Linked DNA regions of Sus scrofa: all the other regions are linked to region 6. Evidence: chromatin contacts called from public HiChIP or PLAC-seq data. All regions are on one chromosome and are shown on one strand. Each heading gives the region's core, a stretch centred on a gene start, on an enhancer-like site or on the middle of the called end of the contact. The rest is flanking DNA. Distances are from core to core; before and after follow the strand shown. Region 1 overlaps LPP (lipoma-preferred partner). Region 2 overlaps LPP (lipoma-preferred partner). Region 3 has its middle 46 kb from the start of LPP. Region 4 has its middle 20 kb from the start of LPP. Region 5 overlaps LPP (lipoma-preferred partner). Region 6 overlaps LPP (lipoma-preferred partner).

What was found. HiChIP or PLAC-seq counts read pairs in DNA pulled down with a chosen protein or histone mark.
Region 1: a contact with region 6 is called in an H3K27ac HiChIP or PLAC-seq map of alveolar macrophages. The contact joins two enhancer-like sites. A contact is called at or near these places in 1 of 47 Hi-C or Micro-C datasets (embryonic fibroblasts) and 2 of 2 datasets of contacts at active chromatin or transcription factors (alveolar macrophages and skeletal muscle).
Region 2: a contact with region 6 is called in an H3K27ac HiChIP or PLAC-seq map of skeletal muscle. The contact joins two enhancer-like sites. A contact is called at or near these places in 2 of 47 Hi-C or Micro-C datasets (embryonic fibroblasts and skeletal muscle) and 2 of 2 datasets of contacts at active chromatin or transcription factors (alveolar macrophages and skeletal muscle).
Region 3: a contact with region 6 is called in an H3K27ac HiChIP or PLAC-seq map of skeletal muscle. The contact joins two enhancer-like sites. A contact is called at or near these places in 2 of 2 datasets of contacts at active chromatin or transcription factors (alveolar macrophages and skeletal muscle).
Region 4: a contact with region 6 is called in an H3K27ac HiChIP or PLAC-seq map of alveolar macrophages. The contact joins two enhancer-like sites. A contact is called at or near these places in 2 of 47 Hi-C or Micro-C datasets (embryonic fibroblasts and fibroblasts) and 2 of 2 datasets of contacts at active chromatin or transcription factors (alveolar macrophages and skeletal muscle).
Region 5: an H3K27ac HiChIP or PLAC-seq map of alveolar macrophages shows a contact between it and region 6. The contact joins two enhancer-like sites. A contact is called at or near these places in 1 of 47 Hi-C or Micro-C datasets (embryonic fibroblasts) and 1 of 2 datasets of contacts at active chromatin or transcription factors (alveolar macrophages).

Annotation. Positions count from the first base shown.
Region 1 is chr13:126,040,164-126,043,925 of Sscrofa11.1, forward strand. The region is part of intron 3 of LPP (lipoma-preferred partner); the gene reads left to right. Among named protein-coding and RNA genes, the nearest start is that of MIR28, 240 kb to the right of the region's middle. Within about 2 kb of position 1,543, at least 12 of the 83 cell types and tissues checked have an H3K27ac peak or open chromatin away from gene starts, as enhancers often do. A contact at or near this core is called in alveolar macrophages, where this site is marked.
Region 2 is chr13:126,096,619-126,100,287 of Sscrofa11.1, forward strand. The region is part of intron 4 of LPP (lipoma-preferred partner); the gene reads left to right. Among named protein-coding and RNA genes, the nearest start is that of MIR28, 180 kb to the right of the region's middle. Within about 2 kb of position 1,748, at least 18 of the 83 cell types and tissues checked have an H3K27ac peak or open chromatin away from gene starts, as enhancers often do. A contact at or near this core is called in alveolar macrophages, embryonic fibroblasts and skeletal muscle, where this site is marked.
Region 3 is chr13:125,734,594-125,737,990 of Sscrofa11.1, forward strand. No RefSeq gene overlaps it. Among named protein-coding and RNA genes, the nearest start is that of LPP, 46 kb to the right of the region's middle. Within about 2 kb of position 1,773, at least 5 of the 83 cell types and tissues checked have an H3K27ac peak or open chromatin away from gene starts, as enhancers often do. A contact at or near this core is called in skeletal muscle, where this site is marked.
Region 4 is chr13:125,760,237-125,763,995 of Sscrofa11.1, forward strand. No RefSeq gene overlaps it. Among named protein-coding and RNA genes, the nearest start is that of LPP, 20 kb to the right of the region's middle. Within about 2 kb of position 1,470, at least 9 of the 83 cell types and tissues checked have an H3K27ac peak or open chromatin away from gene starts, as enhancers often do. A contact at or near this core is called in alveolar macrophages, where this site is marked.
Region 5 is chr13:126,120,964-126,124,469 of Sscrofa11.1, forward strand. The region is part of intron 5 of LPP (lipoma-preferred partner); the gene reads left to right. Among named protein-coding and RNA genes, the nearest start is that of MIR28, 160 kb to the right of the region's middle. Within about 2 kb of position 1,873, at least 8 of the 83 cell types and tissues checked have an H3K27ac peak or open chromatin away from gene starts, as enhancers often do. A contact at or near this core is called in alveolar macrophages and embryonic fibroblasts, where this site is marked.
Region 6 is chr13:125,908,244-125,912,066 of Sscrofa11.1, forward strand. All of the region lies in intron 2 of LPP (lipoma-preferred partner), which reads left to right. Among named protein-coding and RNA genes, the nearest start is that of LPP, 130 kb to the left of the region's middle. Within about 2 kb of position 1,343, at least 21 of the 83 cell types and tissues checked have an H3K27ac peak or open chromatin away from gene starts, as enhancers often do. A contact at or near this core is called in alveolar macrophages, embryonic fibroblasts and skeletal muscle, where this site is marked.

The sequences.
Region 1 (3,762 bases), core at 293-2,792, 130 kb after region 6:
AATGAGAATGATAGTAAAGTTTTCTGAAGTGTTACGTTGCAGTTACTATTCCAAGCATGTGTGTGTGTGTGTGTGTGTGTGTGTGTGCGTGCGTGCGCGCGCGCTTATTTCATAATAATCTTATAAAATAGTGCTGTTATTCATTTCTATTTGTTGAATGCACAGAGGTGTGAAATGACTTGCTCTAAGTCACATAGTTATTGGAGTTCCTGTTGTGGCTCAGCAGGTTAAGAACCAGACTAGTATCCATGAGGATGAGGGTTTGATCCCCGATCTCTATCATTGGGCTAAGGATCTGATATTGTGGCAAGCTGCATGATAGGTCATGGATGTGGCTCGAATCTGATGTTTCTGTGGCTGTGGTATAGGCTGGCAGCTATAGCTCTGATTCAGTCTCTAGCATGGAAACCTCCATATGCTGCAGGTGTGGCCCTAAAAAGATTTAAAAAAAAAAGTAAAAGGAGTTCCCATTCTGGCTCAGTTGGTTAAGAACCAGACTAGTATCCATGAGGATGTGGGTTTGATCCCTGGCCTCACTCCACGAGTTAAGGATCTGGTGTTGCCGTGAGCTGTGGCATAGGTCAAAGATGTGGCTAGGATCCCACATTGCTGTGGCTGTGATGCAGACCTGCAGCTGCAGCTCCAATTCTACCCCTAGCCTGGGAACTTCCATATGCACAGGTGTAGCCCTCAAAAGCAATAAATAAATAAATAAACAAACAAACAAACAAACAAACAAACAAACAAAAAATTGTCGCAGTTATTAAGTAGTAGAACTGGGTTTTGAACCCAGGCACTCTGGTCCTGGTGCTACACTCTGCTGCCAGGTTATGAAGTAATAAAGCTATAAAGGCAGATATGGCATGCCTTTAGAGTAGGACTGCAATCCCTTAGGTTTTTAAACCAGATTGACCTAAGGTTTCCAGCATTTTCTAAAGCTGTTGAACTGAATAAATCTCTCAGCTCTAATGCCAGGATAACCTGCAAACAACACAAAGAGATTTGGCCATAAAAGAGGATAGAGATCAAGACATTTATTATAGTTCTTATCTCTTTTATTTAGTTCTTTGTGTCTGAGAGAGTATGAATCTAAAACATAGTAGTAGATACCCATAAATACTTAAATTTCAGGTTTGAAGGAAGGAATGGATGGATGAATGAATCATGTAATACATATATCCATTTCTTGGAGGTTTAACCTTGAGCTTAGAATCTTTGTTTAACTATAATTAGCTTAGACTAGGTATGGTCATTTTACTAAAGCATAATTTTAGGATTAAAAGGTAACTCTGCAAACTGTAAAGGAATACTGTTAATTAGTTTCAAAATGTGTTAGTTTGATTTATTGTTATCTTTTTCTGATAAAGAAAGGGTGTAGTCTCCCCAAAAGTTTAGTGATTAAGTCACCAGCCGTCTTTTCTATTTTGGTAGTTGTGGTAATTGATGTTTCCTGGAAATTTTCCCCCTGTTCTATTAATACCGCCAAAGGGGGTTACAGCCATGACTCACTCCAGGAAGTCAACCATCATTTGCTTCCTCAATCTCACCAAACAGTCCCCATGTACAAAATCAACGACTTCTGCAAATGAGTTACTTTATAGCTCAAGAAAGTTCTAGATAATACAGCTTTTGTGGTTCACTTTCTGCTTCCTGCTGTAATGGGGACTAAAACAAAAATTCATGTTTTGCTTCTTTGTGTTCTTCAAATCTCTGACCAGTTAGGTCACTAGTGTGGTCTCTTGGTTAAGAGAACTCCCACCTGCTGTCTAGCAAAAGTCCCTTGGCGCTCATGTTTGCAAAGTTACACCTGGGGACAGGGGCTTTAGCAGTCAGGGAACTTGAGTTCATGAACTCCAGTGTGGTCTATATTTCTTAACAGTGTACACCTGACTTTGTGTTTCTGTATTCATTCATTTGGCCTTTTTTAAATCAATTAACACATTCATTTATTCTATGACTAATTCAGTATTTCTTGACCATGAGTGTGTGCCAGACACCATCCTAGGCATGAGGATATAGTGCGGATAGCACCTGTCCTCAGGAAGCTCCCAGTCTGCTTACTGTGTACTCTATTACCGAATTACTCACACAGGAAAGAAACTCAGTGAATGCAGAGAAAAGGAATCAAGCCCCAGTGATATATATAAATTTGTGAAGCATAAGGTTATTCCCGTTCATTCTGTAATTTTTTCTGCCTGGACTTCATCTTACCTACTCTCCACCTACCCCTACTCCCTCCTGACCGCATACCCATACACACTGGGATGGAACTCAATTGTGCATTTTTTGTGGCACCTCATATTTTCTATCTTGGATTATAGTAATTTATCCTCATGCCTTAGCTTCGCTGCAGATTCTTTGGGTAGAAGCAGTGTATGGCCCATTTCTGGGTCAAGGATGTCTCCCTTTTGACCTTTGCCCTCCCCCAACTCTCCTGGCCTCCTTACACAGTGCCAGATAAATGGTGTTCGACGTGTTTGACCAATGCTGGCTGTGTGATCTTAGACAAATAGGTGAACTTCTCTGAGTCTCCATGTTCTCTTTCACAAAAAAGAGGTTAATTTTGCCTACTTCCTAGGTTGTTGTGAAGGTTGGGTATTGTATTGAAAGTTCTTGTAATAACGTCTGGCACTTAGTAAGCACTTGCTAAATGTCATCATTAATAGGTGATTTTACTGCTACTTATGAATTGCCAACATTTCCTTCTAGGATTTTCTTGTAGTTCCTTATGATTGGTAGAGAAGAGACATATAGTCTAGGACTCTACATCAGCCTTCTTTATATGGGAAATTAGATGTAGATAAGCTGTTGTATATATCTCATACCCTTATATGATTGCTGACAAAATATTAAGTAAAAATTATGCTACCATTTCCCCTTGATGTCAAGTCATGGTATCATTAACTTCTCAGAATTTTTCTAGGTACTTCCTGCTGACAACAATTTTTTAAGGGGTTATGTTAATTGGTACCATCATCTAGTGATGCAGCTTGATCTTTGGGTTTTGACTTGGGTCCTTGGTCCTTGGTCTTTTGTTTATTCTTGTTGTGTGTGGCGGAATTAGGCAGAAAGACTTTGATATCCTCTTACCTCCCTCTCCCATCTCCTGCTGGCAGAGAAAATGTAAAGAAGAACAACAGAGTGACTGAAAAATTGCTGTGATGAAAAAAAAATGTGTAACATAATGAGAACTCCAACTATACACATAATATATATGAATTTATGTGTATATATATGAATATATGTATATATTTCATATGGCTATATATATCAGACTTTTGGGTTGACATATTTCTGTGTACACACAATATGCACTTTTCAAAACGTGTTTATACTCCACTGTCGTGGAATCCTTACAGATTAACCCTCTCTAGTTGTCACAGCAGTGATAGTGGTCTCCATTTTATAGATGGGGAAGTTCAGAGTCAACAGCTAATATGTTCTAGAGCAAGGGCTGAACCCAAGTTTTCAAAGTCCTGAGGCAGGAATAGTTTTTCATCACATTGTGTGTCAGAATATATCAGATGACAATTTAGAAACGTGGATTTAGATCAAAGGTGAACATTTATTTCTGTTGTAATGTTGCTTAACTTCCTAATAAAAATAAAACTGCAGTGAAGCTGCATTTGTCATCATTTAGGAACCTTCATACTCCTCTTCTTATTTTTATCACAGTTGCCAGGATCTGTGCTCCAATAAATGGTCCCTGGAAGGTTCAGTGTTAGCGTTGAATGGATGTTTTCAAATCCTCCTAAGTTTGTC
Region 2 (3,669 bases), core at 498-2,997, 190 kb after region 6:
CAAATTCTACTCATCCTCTTCCCCCAAAACTTTCATTCTATTAGAGGTATTTCATTGTCTCTTAAATTCTAAAATCTGTGGTCATTATTAATATGTCTTACTTTTAAAATATTATCTATCACCAACATCTGAGCTGTCTATCTGTCTATCTGTCTGTCTGTCTATTTATCTGTCATCTATCTATCTGTATGTATTTGTTCAAAATGAGTTTCAGGTTTGTTCTAGTCTCTTCATTTCCCAGTATGATATCCTATCTCATTCCTTCTCCATCTCACAATAGAACTCATTGCTTTATGGGTCCCTCCCCTCCTTCAGCTGTACTTCGCTAACCCAATTAGTCTTCAAAAATTTTTATTTTCATCCTATGGCTTTTTGCTGACTGCTACATTAAATTTCCCCTCTTGGTTGATTTTCAGAGTACTCCAAGACCTTTAAACACACTTCACCTCCCACTGTGCTCTTTCTGTCTTCTCTTTTGTGAGACCAATGTCCTCATTGTCAACTTCTCATGCCGAGTTAATTTCCCTTGTGTGTTTCTTGCTCCCTGAAGCATCCTCATCTCTCAGCTGATGAGAAATACTCCCCATTTTTTTAAAGCTTGATCCATACCCTCTAATACCACCAGCTCATCCTGATCTCTCCCTTCTTTGCTTCCAGACCCTATTGACAGGGTGGTTTGGTATAGTGCCAGGAAGCCCTACTCTATTACTTATCAGTTGTGTTCCATCTTCACATGAAAAATGGGAACAATAGCTTAGAAAGTCATTTTGAAGATTAATTAAGGTAAAGAATTTAGAGTATCCAGTAGTATCTGGTTCATAGTAAAGGCTACAATGTATTAGTTAATGTATAAATCAGTTAATTACGTTTCATTTTCCTGCCACTGAATATATGCCTTTTTTGGGACTGATTTAATTATGCTATGTAACTACAAACTATATATCATAAAGCCAGAATCAAAATATGCCATAGGGGAGACCTATAGAAATCACTTAACATCACGAATTGTAGAGCCTCACCTTTTAAAGGCTCATAATCCAGCTCATCTTTCCTGTGATGCAGAAATGGATACCTAGATTTCTTAAGTCAGCTGCCCCAGATGACACATTTGGTAGGAGAGCTGGCCTCAACCCCAGATGGAGGTTTCTGGACTTACAGGTTTGAATGTTTTCAATTATCCTCTTGTTTATTCCCCTTTTAGAAACTGTTTGAAGGCTGGATTACAGCTCACATTCCTCCATCACCCATAGTCTTTAACCTCATTAAGGGATATGTGGTTGATAGTTGTGGATTTTTGATTCATTCCTTGTTTTGGCCATAAGAATTCTCTGGAAACATCTATGGAGTATGGATTATACATGGGCTTATCACCCTTTTGATGCTTTTAATACTGTTGTAAACATACAAAGGGTCCAACATGTACACTGCTGTGCCTTGGTTCAGTGTGGTGGGGAAAGCAAATGGGAGAGGAAGTTATATACATCTTGAGGAAATCAAGCTTTTCTATTTTTAGCCCTTGCTACTGTTTGAAAAGTACAGTCCTGTTCATGGCAGTCTGGCATGTGTTTCCTTAGTACCATTTCAAACAGGGAAAAAATAAATATGGGAATTTTTTGTAGTGAAAATAGTTACTTAGTGAAATCACGTAAGTTCCTTCTTTTCCTCTTGATGAAACCTCAAACCCACTAGGCACAGATTCCTCAACCTCAACTATGCATGTCAAAGGCTCATGCAGAGGAGGAAACTGCAGTCAGCAAAACCAAGTACAGCACAATGTGCTCTGGTGCCTGAGAGAGAGGCCAGGGAAGGCTGGGGGAGGGGAGGGTGAATTCCTCCGTCAGTGGAGTCTTAGCCACCTACCAGATGGTGCCCCTGGAGAAAACTGAATCCTGAACTATATAGATAGAGACACCTAGTGTCACAGCCCTTTGCTTAAACTGTTGCTCCTGCCTGAGTCTCAGCTCTTCTTTCCCTGAGTGCCTAACAGCCACTCCCCCAATTCAAATATGTAAATTGCTTCTCTTTAGCTGTTTAGATGACATTTTGGGGATTTTTCTAATCTGAGACTGTGTTAGTTCTCATAAGAGAACAGTAAAGAATCTTATGAAAGACAGGATAAACACCTGGTCTCTATTTATTTTATTCTATTGTTCTTTTCTTTTTTTCTTTCTTTAGCACCGCATGTGCAGCATTTGGAAGTTCCCAGGCTAGGGGTCGAATCAGAGCTGCAGCTGCCAGCCTACACCACAACCACGCAGGATCTGAGCAGCATCTGCAACCTACACCACCACTCATGGCAACACCAGATCCTTAACCCACTGAGTGAGGTCAGGGATTGAACCTGTGTCCTCATGGATACTAGTTGGGGTTGTTACCACTGAGCCACAATGGGAACTCCCACCTGGTCTCTATTTAGATGGATTTTCTATAACAGAGCAGGCCTTGGTCAGAAGAGGCAATGGTAGGGTGGTTTGGAGTCTACTGTATGAATTGAGGCAGACCAGACCCTGCATTAGGGTGATGGCCATGACCATGGTGAAGGTTGGCTAGAGTCCAGAGTCATTGGGAAAGAGGAAGGAATGACAAATGGAGGAGTCTGAGATACTTTTCAGGATCGTGACTTTCTTCAGTAAAGAGATATTTGCTTCCTATCCTAGTGTTTACCAAATAGGAAGTTCCTCTGAAAAGTGAGAACTCTGAGCTAAGTGCAATGTGAACCTTACTAAAGGAAATGTTGATACCGTAGAGAAAAGATTACGCCTCATTAAGGAGAGGGACTATACAGTCTCCAGATATAAACAACTCTACTTATATAAAATTGTGATGGTAGGGTGAGAATAATACATTGCTGTAATGAATGCTAATTTGTGGATATTGCTGTATTGTTGTCAATGTTTTTTAATTGAATATGTATTAATCTCCAACAGGGTGCTATGAATAATGCCAACTTACAGTTGATTTATCAGAAGACTTTATAAACACTAGTAAAATGGAAAGTCACAGCACCCCTTCAGGGTGGTAAATGTGGTTGCCATTTGTACAGATGAGGACAAGTGAAGTGGATTGTGTTTGCTCTGTTGGCACCGTGGGTGAGAATGTGAAACTGTCAAATGAGAGAAAAGTCTTTTCCCTGTCCCTGGGAACTGGGTTAGAATACATTAGTAAAGAGCTCTCCTTAAATGTGTTCAGAGTTGTGGGATTTTAATTAAATCATTCTGGTTATTGTTAGCACTTGCATTAGCACCTGATATCCAAATTCCAGGCCAGCAGATTTCAAATCAAGTATGGGAAAGAATTCGGGTGAGGCTTGCAAAGGGTTTGTTAAATGCAGATCACTAGGCCCTGCTCCCAAAGGTTCAGATTTGGTAAATCTGGAAAGGTGGGTGGGGGGCTAAGGATTTTCCCTTTTTTTTTTTTTTTTGGTCTTTTTGCCATTTCTAGGGCCGCTCCCGCGGCATATGGAGGTTCCCAGACTAGGGATCTAATCAGAGCTGTAGCCGCCGGCCTACGCCAGACCCATAGCAACTCGGGATCCGAGTCGCGTCTGCGACCTACACCACAGCTCACGGCAATGCCGGATCCTTAACCCATTGAGCAAGGCCAGGGATCGAACCCGCAACCTCATGGTTCCTAGTCAGATTTGTTAACCGCTGCGCCACGGCAGGAACT
Region 3 (3,397 bases), core at 523-3,022, 170 kb before region 6:
CTCCCATCCCCAAGTGAAACTATTTGCTCAGCCTCCAGCTCACTGGAGTGAAACTCTTCTAATTAAAATAATATATGGTTCTTTCATGAGAGTAACCAGTTAGATCTAGAGAAAAAAAAAAAAAAAGAAGAAGAAGATAGGCTAAATAGGGTAGTAGGATAATAAGGACAGGGGTCTGGGGAGATGGGGGGTAGAGAGGGTAGTGGGGAGAATTTGGGCATTGATGGAATTCTGAGACCATAGCCTACTTTTTCACCTCACATTCCCCAAGAGGAAACTGAGGCCAGGTGGTTAAGGTTTAAACTTTGTGACTTTTTGACCCAGGAAGTTTTGAGAATCATAATAAGGAAATGATTATAGCATGCTGTGAGCTCTTCAGAGACAAGCAGTATTTAAATACAAGGTATTATTACCTCCATAGAGCTCTTTTGATTACCACTGTGCTTGAAAATGTGGGCAAACCACTTTTATTTTTCAAAACTCAGGTGTGTTTTTTCTTTTTTTAAAAAAAAAAAAAAGTTCACATGTACAGTACCTACCCTATCCCCATTATAAGTTAATTCTCGCTGCCTTGTCGCAGGATAATTTAAATGTTCAAAGGTATATTATATTAATTTTATCAGCTAAATTGGCTGTCCCACATTTAAGACATCTATTCCTTCCAGCTCACTCTTCTCCCACTATTTGAAGGACTGTTACATTAACAGTGAAACAATATTATACTGGGATTTTAAATGTCAGGACCTAATATCATTCAACAGATGTACTAGAGAGGAACATAGCACTCATAGACTCTGAATAAATCAGATTAGCCCTGAAATATTTGGCTCCTTGATACAGGGCCTGCAGTTAAACCTTAGAAGTCAACCCCACAAAATTCAGACTGTTCTTCTTTCAGAACTGAGGGACCTGAATGTTTAGTTTCTACAGTGCTCTCGGACTTTAGGTCAGAGTGTGGGGGTTCCCGTTGTGGTTCAGTGGGATAAGAACCCGTGAGGATATGGGTTCAATCCCTGACCTCAACAAGTGGGTTAAGGATCCAGCATTGCCATGAGCTGCTGTGTAGTTCTCGGATGTCACTCTGATCCAACAACGTTGCTGTGGATGTGGCATGAGCTGGCAGCTGAAGCTTCAACTTGACCCTAGCCTGGGAACTTCCATATGCCACAGGTGGAGCCCTTAAAAAAAAAAAAAAAAAAAAAATCAGCAGTGTAGTTCAAGCCCTGATTTTATTGTGCATGAGCAAATTGACTTTGGTAAATCATTTCACTTCTCTGGTCCTGCTTTCTCTCTGTAAACTGGGGTCGTCTCCCCACCTTGCCTACTTCACAAGGCTGCTCTAAGGATCAAAATGATGTGATGTGGAAAGCCCCATCGGGTCCTGCTGCTTACTAGCTGTGTGACCTTAAATAAGTTGCTTTTCTACTCTGAACCTCAGGTTTCTCATCAGAGGAAAGAGGTTCTTGATGGTACTTTTCTCAGAGGGTTGTTTTGAGGAGTTTAAAGCCTCACCCATGTGAAGGCTCGGTCCATGTGGGCACTTATTAAAAAGCTGTAACACTCCATGTGCCTAAAGGGTTACTGTTGTTTCTCCCTAGTTCTGCTTTCAGTGCACGGCAGACCTAAAGATAACCCTATATCTATTGTCTCGGAACCGCCTGGGTGCTCTTACTCAAAGGAAAGGAAAAAGGAAATACACTGTGGCCCAGAATGGGATTCCAGAGAAATCCAAAATGAGCTGTGGTCTAAAAGCGACTTCTCTCCAAGCCTATTTTTAACCAGCTGTGAACTTCTCTAATACGCAAAGAGTGATGCTGGGCTCCCTGAATAACTCCACTGAGGAGCTGCAGCCCACTTCTGCTACTATGTGAATTTATGGAGTTCTGGTCTCACACTTCATTAATGAAATACACGGTGGTGCTGAGACAGGGGGCCAGACACCTATAACTCTTGTCCCAACCTCCCCGTTATAAATCTCCGTGCCTCATTCACTGAAGTGGAACAACTGAAGGGCTGTTAGCACCTGCTCCTTTGTAGTGTGGGCTCTCTCCTTTTCAGGCTGTTTGCAACAGACAGCTTTATTAAGAGATCACCATTCAAAAGTCTAGGCCCAGGAGTTCCCATCGTGGCGCAGTGGTTAATGAATCACACTAGGAACTGTGAGGTTGCAGGTTCGATCCCTGGCCTTGCTCAGCGTGTTAAGGATCCGGCATTGCCGTGAGCTGTGGTATAGTTTGCAGACGCGGCTCAGATTCCTCGTTGCTGTGGCTGTGGCATAGGCCGGCAGCTTCTGGTCTGATTAGACCCCTAGCCTGGGAACCTCCATATGCCTTGGGAAGCAGCCCTAGAAAAGGCAAAAAGACAAAAAAAAAAAAAAAGTCTAGGCCCAAAGTACAGGCCCAACTTTGTTAAGAATGCTATCAGTTGCAAGTAGCAGAAAACCCAACTACACCAACTTAAACAAATGGAAATTTCTTTTTCTCACACAAAATATACACAAGAAGATGACTGCTGGTGCTAGCTGAGAGGGACCATAAAATCATCACAATTCTATTAAGTTGAAATTCCCTGCGCTTTTCCTCATGGTTACATTCTGGCGGCAGCAGCTACAATCATCATATACATATTTCAGTGAACATAAAGGTGGAGAGAAAAACTGCGGTATCAATATCAGGGAGTCAAAATATTTCTGGACCCCTGCAGCAATTTTACTCTTTTTACCTTTTTACTCTTTTCACCTCAATGGCTCAAGAACTTGTCAAATGGCCACTCTTTCTTCGAAGGGGATTAGGAATAAAAGAGTGATTGCCTAAGAGTGTCTGGCAGTACACACCCAGTAAAGGGCTGCTATTTGAAGGAACAAAAGTAAATCATTGAATGATGACTAAAGAAACAGATGAGTGAGCATTGGACACAGAGGCCTATCCTGAGATTGATTCAGCTCACTTATCATTTTTTCTAATCCCCTATCCAGGTGTCACCCATTCGCATCCCTTTGATAGCTCTCCAAAGTCCCATAATACCATATTTCCTCCTATACTTAACTTACTACTCAATTATCTATTTTTTTGACTAGTATTTAAGCCCTTTAGTGGCAAAGTGTGCATCTTATTCACCACTGGCACAATTCCTAGAACATGCTAGTTAATGTGTAAATAATTGTTGTTGTATTGAGTATGCTCTCAAAAAAAATTTTTCCAGAAAACATTAAAAGACTTATGACTTAGCACACACATACACATATACTTTTTTAATTTTCTTTTTTTTAATTTTTTTTTTTAAAAAAGAAACAATTCATAAGAAGAACCCTATAGTTAGGATATTAGAGTAAGGTACCCAGTGATAGTGCCTGGGTTCCTTAAATTTGCTGTTGACTAACCTTCCTGTTTCTTTGAGA
Region 4 (3,759 bases), core at 220-2,719, 150 kb before region 6:
ACTCATTTGTAGGGACTGAATCCTTCCTTCAAAATATATCTTAATTGGGTCTTCCCTATTTAAACATTGTTAAAAGGGAAGGTTGGAGTGACGGCCCCCAGGTCATTTCTAAGTCTGTGATACCAAGTTTGAAAACCCCTGAATTTATGACTCTAGTCAGCACTAAAGAATCTTTTTATTACAAACCACAAAAGATGCTGAAAGTAGTTGGTAAACTATGAACTGGACTCAAAATGTAAAAATCATTATGAATTATTTTGAAAAGCCAAGTCTTTGTAAATCCTGAGTATGTAGTTACTTCATCCTCACAAAAAGCCAGCGCCTCTGCAGTTAAAAATCTGTTCCTCAGAACCATCCGTTACATTATTTTTCTCTGTGGTGAGCTTGTGCCCACAGTCTAAAATGGACACTTTCATTTCAGACCCATTTTATTTTATTTTATTTTATTTCCATTTTTAATTTTTTACTTTTTAGAGCCACACCTGTGGCATATGGAAGTTCCCAGGCTAGGGTTACGCCACAGCCACAGCGACGCCAGATCCCAGCCACCTCTGTGACCTACACTGCAGCTTGTGGCAATGCATGATCCTTAACCCACTGAGTGAGGTCAAGGATGGAACCTGCATCCTCATGGATGCTAGTCAGGTTCATAATCTGCTGAGCCACAATGGGAACTCTTCAGACCCATTTTGAAAGGCCCAGAGAGCTTGTCAACAGTCCAGATATCTTCACTAAAATAAGGGCTACTATTTCTTTCAGTGTTATGCATTATACGTATCCTTTAGTCTATGCTATGTAATAAGCCCGTTCAAAACCTTAGTGACCTCAAACAGTCATTAGCTCACAATTCTCGTGGTCAGTGATTCGGGCTGGGTTTAGCTGTGTGGTCATTCTGATGACCTTGCCTGGATACACTCATGCAATTCCAGTCAATTGGCAAGTCTGCTTGGAGCTGATTGCTGCTGGCTTATAGCAAGGCTGTGTGCCTGCATTGTTTAGCAGGTTAGCTCAGGCTTTTTCACATAGAGTTGAGTTTTATACAAAGAGAGAGAGGGCAAAAGCAGAAGCTGTGAGGTTTCCCAAGGCCTAGACTCAGAAGTTGCAAAACATTGGAGTTCCTGTTGTGGCTCAGTGGTTAACAAATCTGACTAGGAACCATGAGGTCATGGGTTCGATCCCCGGCCATGCTCAGTGGGTTAACAATCCAGCATTGCTGTGAGCTATGGTGTAGACTGCAGACGCAGCTCGGATCCCGCATTGCTATGGCTATGGCATAGGCCGGTGGCTACAGCTCCAATTAGACCTCTAGCCTGGGAACCTCCATATGCCGAGGGAGCGGTCTTAGAAAAGGCAAAAAGACAAAAAAAAAAAAAAAAAAAAAAAGAAGTTGCAAAATATATGGCTGCTGTATTCTTGTATCAGTCAAAGTCATGAGGCCAGCTAGATTCAAAGGGTGACTAAGTAAATTCCTCTTCTTTGTGGGAGGAAGAGCAAAGTAACATTGTAAAGAGACTATTGTAGCTCTCTTTGCAAACACAGTACACCTCTAACCAATGTCAGTTTTTGCTTAGAGATACTACAATTGATTTTCTTACTCCTTGATATTTCAACAAGGTCTAACATATGATAAATGCAGTTTGGGATCCAAAATACATACAAGTTGTAGAGAGAGTGAAAATAAATCAGAATTCTTCAGTCATCGGTGCTACTGTAAAGCCTAATCTCCTGCCCACAGTGTCTTGAGGTCTGGCCTGTGCATCTGCTTGCCTCATTAACCTGAGGCTTCTCTTAGGATTGCAGTTTGTCACATGTTACTGGGAAATGACCCATGAAATTTCCTCTGCTGGAGGTCTCTTAACCCATGCATGGTAGAGCCAATGAAGTCTTTAGAAATGTCCTGTGCTTGCTCCTTGCTAGCAACAATTATCTGTCCATAAATGAAATTTGCCTCAGAGAGAAGTGGTCAAATTTATAAAAACATAAAAATGGGGAGTTCCTGTTGTGTCTCAGCAGAAACGAATCATAATTACCCCTCAGACTCTGGTTCAATGGATCTAGAGTAGGTATTCACAGAGTAGTAGAGAATATAAGGTATGAACAGGAAGGAAAATGTAATAAAATTGCTTTTAATATAATAAAAATGTGATAGAAGAGGTATAGCAAAAGCACTGTAGGTATTCAAAAAAAGGAAGATATTTTTAGCTGGAGAGGGAGAAATCTAGAAAGACTTTCTAGAGAAAGAAAACTTTGACTTGAACTTGAGCAGTTGAGATATATTACAGATGTACTGAGGGATCACCTATGGTTGAATGAAGAAAATAGAATGTCTCTATCTCTGGGGATGCAGCAGTGCTGATGATTGGTCTCTGGCCTGTGTTGGCCACAGCAAAGTGTTAGAAGGAGACCTCTCTTGACACCTTTTTTTTTTTTTTTTTTTTTTTTTTTTGCTTTTTTGGGCTTCACCTACAATATGGAAGCTCCTAGACTAGGTGTTGAATTGGAGTTGGAGTTGCAGCTACTGACCTACACCATAGCCACATAGCTGCAGCAATAGCAATGCAGGATCCAAGCCATGTCAGTGACATACACCACAGCTTATGGCAAGGCTGGATCCTTAACCCACTGAGCCAGGCCAGGGATGGAACCCACATCCTCATGGATACTGGTTGGATTCGTAACCTGCTGAGTCACAACAGAAACTCCTTTTGATATTTCTTATCTGCCACATATTTGAATGTCAACTCAAAGTCATTGATATGAATTCCAGAAGACATGACACATACATACATGGAAACCATCCCTAAACCATAAAATTGGAAATAAATGCTAGCTGTTTGTGTTCTAGTAGATTATGCGTTTCATATCATCCAGTTTACACAGCATAACTATGGCCCTAACAGATTATCAATAAAATTCACATGGAATGAATTAAAAATTGGTCACTTAATTGGATCTGGGGCTACACATTGCGAAGACTGACTTGCCTGACTCAGAACTAGAGTGCAAGAAAACTTCATTGTTGATGGTTTGTCATGATGATGATGGAGTTTCTCAGAGGCTAGGACTGCTGAGTCATGGGGGCTCATACACTGACAGTAAGGCAAAAGGTTATTTGGGGACAGCTGTAGCTGCAGAAGGTGTGTCTCCACTTGAGAAGGCAAACAATCAGAGGTGAAGCCTTTAGCTCTAGGTTGCTCTGGAAAAAATAAGGAATACTATAGCAGAAACTAGGTGATGTGCAAATCAAGAAAGATTCAGACTGCGCATTCTTGTAAATATTAAGCATTATTAATAGTTACAGTACTTTGACATTATAGTATTCAGAACACAACAACTGAAGTCCCTAAAAGCCAAACTTGGCTTTGTCATCATTTTTAGGATTACAGAAGGCTAGATTTGGAAGGGGCCTTAGAGAGCTCTTAATCCAAACTCATTTCTTCTAATTTTAGAGCAAATGGTTCCTCTGGAGCCCAGGAAGCAAGTTGCCCAAGGCAAGATAGTAAGTTGTTCCAAATAAAGAAAGATACAACATGTTCTTTTGGTGCTTTTAAAAAAGAAACACTTAAGTATTTTCTTGGGTTTTCTATTTGTCAAGCCTAAAAATCTATTGATACTTAAAGCACTCGGTTGCTATATTAACCAAATTCAAAGCAATGCTACACAGCCAGTAAAAGAGAAGAAAGAGCATAGTGTTTCCACCATCTTTTGGACCTACCTCAAATCCTAGGACGAATGATGATTTAGTCCCTTAACGATCAC
Region 5 (3,506 bases), core at 623-3,122, 210 kb after region 6:
TGGATTTTTGATTTTCTTTTCCTTCTCTTGCCTAAATGAAGGCTAGAGTCTGGTCTTCTCATTCCTAGTACAAATCTGCCTTTTCTTCCCTGCGGTGAGTTGAGTAGCATTGGAGCTGGTACATAGATGACTTGGAAAAACTTCCCGAGATTTTATATTCATAGGGATTTAGTATTTTTGAATCAAGTTTTATTGGAATTGGTCAAATGTGATTTCACTGTTCTCACTTAGACTAGGATGAAAAAATTTTGAGAGATTCTGGGATAAGATAGGGTTGGACATAATTTGATATCCTAGATTCCAAGTTTACCAATAAATCTACTCTCTTTTCAATTTCATGTGATCACTTCTCTAAAAAGAGCACCAATTTTTTGTGTGAATTTTCCACATCACCAGTCTGAGCTTCCTCCTTTATTTCTAAAATGGGTGTAGTAGCTGCACTTTTTCCCCTTTGTAAAGATGCAGTATTCTAGAGTTGCAAGAAATTAGATGTCGTGTTTGAGGAACAGTTTACTCAATCCTTCCCATTTTATTTTGGGATTGTTAGCTTGTGTCTGGAGCTTGCTACTTTAAAGGTTTGGAGCTTGTACTTTGTGAATGGTGGTTATTGCATCAATGATATATTTATCTTTGTCATTTAAAGCACTTAAAAGGTATTGTAATTTCTTAGTCTATTTGGAAACTGAGTTCATGCATACTCTTTAGTTATATTAACAAGTCTTTAGTTGTAATTTCAGTGCTCCCACACTGAATTCCTTTCATACAGCAATAATCTATGAGACAACCTAAGAAATCATTTCAGGTGTGTCTAGGTTGTATGGAAGGTTTTTTATTTTGGATTCATGTGGTCTGAGGCCTTGTGGGCAGAGTAACTAGGGTGGAGTCTTGCGGTACCGTGGATCTTCTATTCTCTTGTGTTCCCTGTTCTAACTTGCAGAAGCCATGAGCAGCTGCAGGGGAGATTAATTAGTAATTAAACTTTTAATAGTCCATATTTTTCCATGAACCCCATCATGTAGGCTACTTGGAGATGAAAGCTGCAACGTACTAATGCTGTGTGATAAGACATAGATGATCCTTGCAGACTGGGACTCTACCGCTGCTTTGTTTGGCTTCTTGGGAATGGAGATAGGAACGAAGTCCTATACTGTTGAAAAAGAGAAGACTTATGCATGGTGTCTTCCTCTCCCTGTGCTCCCCTTGGGGGTTGGGGGAAGATTAGGCACATAGTGTGATTTGCTTAAAAAAAAAAAAAAAAAAAGACCAAAAGACCAAATTTATCTATGTATTGTATTGTCTGCTTACTAATAGCTATTTTTGAGAACTTTGGTAAAAGTTGAAATATTGCAGAAACCTCATGTATAAGATACCAAATGGAGTCTAGTCAAATAATAGGGGTAAAAATACCATCTTAATAGAAAAAGGGATCTAATTCTTTGCAGTGCCCATATTTAGAAGATCTAGGTTTTATTTTGAATTCTTTCATACCTGCCAGGAAACCTCAACAGTTAAGTAACAGTGAGGTGGGGGTGCAGGAGTGGTTAGCTGACTCAGAGCTGCATGCCATGAGTCTGATGACGGGTAATTAATTTTTAGATTGTATGTAATTGCATCTCAACAGTTATACCTCCTCCTGCTTTTTTATAAGATGATGTTTGTGTTTGTGTCTTCTGTGACTACCATAACAGAATTAGCTTCAAGACTTTGTTTTGAGTTCTATGAACATGTAGAGTGGAACTTTAGGTTGAAAAATTGCACCTTTACAAAGCTTTTGTCCCCAAATACCCATTTTACTTGCCCCAGTGTAAGAGTGTGTAGTGTAAGTTAGCTCAAGCAGTGAAAAGGGAGGAAGTTGAGCAGACAGAGGAAGCCAGCTCTGCTGGAGCCTAGGCCAGGGAAGGAGAGAAGTCTTCTCTGGTACCCTGGCCACATTCCTCTGGGTAACCTTTAGCTGTGATTTGTTTGCAAGACCTAGGCTCAGAGATCATTGTGTTACAGTATACTGAGTCAATCCATCCAGGAATTGGTTTAAAATGAAATTCACAAAATGCCTGTTGAGCTTCTCTATATTACAACAGCATCTCAGTAGAAATAATTAGCCCTTTGTCCATGCAGAAGCACATACCACATTTGCAAAATTAAAGAGCTTTCTTGTCAGGACTGGTTTCTGTATTTCTTTTCTCCTCTCCCACTGTTTAAATATCTATTTTGGGGGTAGCCTTGGTCTGAAGCTGTATGGTCCCCTTTATTCCCTTTACAACTTTTTTTTTTAAAATAAACAAAATACAAATCCAGCTATACTTTTTACTTAGGAAGATTAGATTTTTACCATGGTAAGTATATAGGAATGCTGTGTTTAAGAGAAAAGGCCATATCTCAGATAAGATATTGTCACTGTTTTGTCCTTCTTGACAACCATTTCCTTTTATGTGCTTTATAGCCGAACTAATGTATAATGATGATAAAGATGGTCTCTGTAGACAGAAGGTTGGAGGTGGTTAATAACCAAGCCTACATGTCACATTTGTCATGGTGAATAACTGGTCTGTCCTCTCCACAAAATACCACATTGGAGTATAACTGCTAAGTTTCTTTTCACACTGTGGAAAAATTACCAGGGAAGTTATACATTGCCTTTCAGTGAATATATTAACTACAAATATGAAACTTAAATTTGTTATGCTTCATAATTTGAACATATATTTTCCAGTTTACATAAAACTGCAAACTCAAATTTTACTGAAAAAGATACAAATTAACTGCTGTTGTGCCAGCAGGTGTAGTTTTCATTCATAAGTGCAGACAGGCCACTTGTGAATTTTGGAATTTATGTCTCTGTGAACTTGACTTCGTTGAAGTCCCAGATCCTCACTCTAATATACATCTTTCTGTTGGGGTTCTAGATGACAGAAGAACGTTGGATCTTGTTTTGTTGTTCTAAATCACAAATTACGCAAAAGTAAAGTAAAAATTCTAATAATTTTACCTCATAGAGTATATGTTATAGAGCCAGCGTAAAAGTGTATAATGACTAAAAGAAAGAAATAATTGTGATAAATACCAGACTATGAAGTCCTTGAAGCAAGATGAACTTTTGTTTCCTGGCACACAAGAGGTATACAAATTTGTAACTGCTGAATAAATAAGTAAATGCTGTCATCAAATCCAGTAATGATGGAACTATTTACACCTTAGAAATCTGTTAGAGGACCCAGTCTGGAGTTGATGTTGAGTTAGTGCGTAATACAGTGATAACTACTTTCTGATTTTTCCATAATTCATAGTATTTGCACAAATAAAAAATAGCACGGCTTAGGCAAATGAGGTTTGTAAGGACATCTTAATGGTGGCTGCTGAATCAGCTATAATTTCTAGTTCTGTCCCAGCACTGCCTTATATCACTTGAAGGCAATGCACATGGTTGAAAAGATGATGCTATCTGGAGTTATAATTCATTGCTATAACTATTCTCTTATTATGGGGATGGTATAAAAATAAAAAGCAAG
Region 6 (3,823 bases), core at 93-2,592:
GGAGAAGAAGGAATGGTCCTAGATGTTTTTATATGTGTGTGTGCATGAGTATGTATTAGTAATAGGACCAAAGAGGTTGGGGACTTACCCAAGGCCATGCAGCTAGGAAACATCTTTCATTTGCTTAAAGTGCTAAGTTTGGTAATGACTATGAGTGACAGAAATGGGCAGGAGGAGTGTGTAGGGAAAGGGCCTGGGCCCCATTTCCTGCTCCCTCCCAGGCAGGTAGTGAGTAGGAGTTTTAAGTTTCACTGTTTGATAGCATCACCTCCTCTGCTTTCCCAGAAATTATTCCTCGAAGTATGACTCGAATCGTTACTCTGCTGGGAGATGTCTCAGTTCAGAGCTGACTTTCTGCTATGGTTGTTTACTAGAAAAATGGTGGCCCTGGCAGTTCAGAGGTGGCATAATGAAGTGAAAGAACAGGGGGCCTGGATCTGAGAGTTGGCCCTGCTCTCAGAGGCAAATGAGATTGGGTGAGTGAATACACATCTTAGTGCCTGGCTTTTTCCTCTGTAAATTGGAGGATGATGATTCCTACTTGATGAATTTGTTGTGACGATGCTTTGCGAATTGCAGTGTTGGTCCTGGTACAGTAAAGTGTCTGGACTTGGATTTTGTTTCTGTGTGTATGCAGCAGAGGGGGAGGTGGTGAGTTGGTCAGCTCTCATGGCTGGTGCAGGTCTCTACTAGTAAGGTTAGACCCGCATTTTCTTCTTTTGGAGGTGGCATGTCTTGAAATATTGTGATTACTGCCTGCTTGGCTCTACCCTGCCTTGGCCTGATCACTCGTCTAGCATTTCCCCTTTAACCCCAGCTATGGGCTGAGAATCTCCTAGCTCTTGTGTTACTTGGGTGGATTTCTGAACTTCTGGGCCTTTATTTCTTCATCAGCAAAGTGGGGAAAATAATCAGCTCAGCTGCTGTTTGTATTGTGAGGATTTGCTGAAGAAAGAGATGTGAAAACCCACTGTAAGTTGTATTGAACCTTGGTATTTTTGGAGCCCATTTTCTTTCTTTTCTCCCTTCTGCTAATAGCCAGGGGCTATCTTTGGCCTTCAAAAAATGAAGCTGTACAGAGTAAGAAACGGGAGCTTTAAAGGAAGGTGACTCTCCAAGGCTCCAGAGTGAATTGGCGTCCTGGATCTGTGCCCAGTTTTGTCACAACATGTCAGATTCCTCCCTTCTGTGCAAGCCTGTTTTGTCCATGCCTATGACTTTCCCTGGGGGGAAATAGAAACTTCTGGACAGGGTGTCAGCTCTTTGAAGCCTTGAAGGTGGTGGGAGAAGTCTGTGGAGTGGCTGCTGCGGCTGTTGAGGTTCCTGTTCACTGCCCCTGGTGTCCAGCAGTGACTAGTAACTTGGGTATTTCGGTTTGGGGTGAGTCACCAGGCCCATGAGCCAGAGGACCTGTGTGTGCTTGGCAGCAGGCTGGGATTAATCCGAAGGCAACACTGCTCGTCCTGACCCCAGGACCCGCATACTCTGGCTGGATGAGGAAGTCCTCTCTGATCCTCAGTCACCTTAGCTACATATGGAAGCTTCTGGAGAAAAGATTTTTCTCCTTTCCTGCTTTATGGGGTTCATGTGGAAATCAAAGGACAGAAGGGATTTTTAATAAATAATATTTCAATATTCAGGTAACATTAGTTTCTGCTTCTTAAGACAGGCAGCTGATTTCTCTTCTTTGCTCCCTGCCAGAATTAATGTATTGATACCAAAAAAGAAAACCAGGTAAAGTCCTGAGGATGGTTGGTTAACAATCCAGTGTTTTTTATTTTTGTATTTGGTGTCTGAGGTCTCTGAATTTAAGCCTGCACTATGTCAAATATGTCTTGGGGGTACAAAGTAAGAAGGGACCATGTAAATGTAAATCAAAGCACAAGTTCAAGATCTCAGGTTTTCCTGACATGTCTATCTTGTTTTACAATATTCCATTCTTCACAGACACTGGGGCTCTGGCTCCTGTGGAGACACTTCTTACAGAGACGTAATCTTTTGGCTCACAAGGTCTATATGTGGGAAACTGAGTCCCAACAAGGCCTCGCATGGAGGAAATGGCAAAAACAGAGATGAGAAGCCAGCTCTTGGGATCCTCAGTTCCCTGTTCATTCTGACACATCACTCTTCCCTCCTGTCAGGTGAAGAGAGAAGCCAGATGGTTTGACAAATGGTTCTTGTTGCTGTCAAATCTGGCTTCTCTTTCTGCTCAGAAAGACAGTTCTTACCTTCCCTTTTTTCGGGGGATTAGGAGGGGTGGCGGAGAGGGAGGGAGGTGTATGGAGGATGAAAAACATTTTACTGCCTGGTTCTGTGGCAGAGATGACCAACAAGCTCTCGTTTCTTTGTCAAGTAGTGAAGCTGAGGCGATGAGGCATCGTCACCTTGAATTTAGAGCACACAGAGGCCTAGAAATGGCAGGCTGTATTAGGAGACAAACATTGATTTTGTATATATTCATCTGAAAAAAAAAAAGTTTAAGATGCCATATCCATAAATACTAATAAGGCTGTCTGATTCCAATTTTCAGGTGAGATTAGCATTTTATTGAGTATTTTATCTGTCAGATTCAATACTCAATGTACCATCCTCCCAGGCTTATTAGCATAATTGCTGTGCTTAAGCAACAATAAAAAATTCAGCAGTAAAATAGCAGTTAGTGCAGGCAATTTGTTATCAAAAGCTTTTACTTAAGGACAGCTCCAGCCTGCATTTATTAGCAAGTTAGGGTTATAATTTATTTTTATTTGGAAAAACAAAAGGGGGGGAAGATTTTTGCTTTTTTTGTTTTGGAAATAATAGAGAAATTAAAAGGCATTGCCTCTCTGGGAAATTGTCTACATCCGTTCTTCTTGTGCCCAGAGCAGGCTGGGATGGGAATGGATTCCGCTTGTGAGGTACAGTGGCTCAGACGAAAAGTCACTCTCCTCAGCATTGGAATAAGTGGGTAGTAAACGCCCATTTATGTTAGTACAGGTGTTTCCAAAACACTTTTTGTATCCCTTTTGTTGCTTAAATCTCAGACTAGTCCTGTGAGGGCTCCCTTTGGAGCATTGGAGACAGAGTTGGAATGGTTTTTTGTAGATGGGGCAGTTGGGGGTACTCTTACAGCTGTTTTTCCTTTGAAGTCCTGGTTGAAGCAATTCTGCCATATGAATTTTCTGTTTATATCAAGTGTCCTCCATTTCTTGTATTTATAATCTATCTCTCTCTGTCTCTTTTCTCTTTCTGCCCCCACCCCGCTCCGGCTCTCTCTTGCTCACTAGTTCAACTGACTCAGGAAAGCCCTGTGATGATCATCTGTGAGGAACTCAGTGCAAAAATAGATGATTTTATAAATAATGTGGTAGTTTTTATAGAGAAGACAGATAATATTTTAAAAGGTGGAGGTTGGGAAGTCATTTTTCTTTGTTTCTTAGGAAATGTATCAGAAGTAAGAACACTAAATTGAAGCTTTTGAGTATGTTTTAGGCTTCAATTATGAGTAATAATTTTCACATTGAAGGTAACGTTTTGGGTGAAAATGGACAACTGAAGCTCCCAAGTTTTCAGAGAAGTTATCTTAGCATCTTAGGATTTCTTTCCTCAGTAAGTTCGGAGAAAGATTATATGAGCATTGACTCTGAATATCTCTAATGTGCAAGGTATGTGCTGGCCATTGTGGGGTTTAGGGATCAGATCAGAAAGGGCTGTGAGACTCAAGATGTGTTTAGACTATTAGAGAGGAAATTCATAACAAAACAGCTTTTTTTTTTTTTTTGCAAGTACGATTCTTTATGACCCCCTCTCTTTTTAAAAATTAAAGCATGATTTATAATGTGCC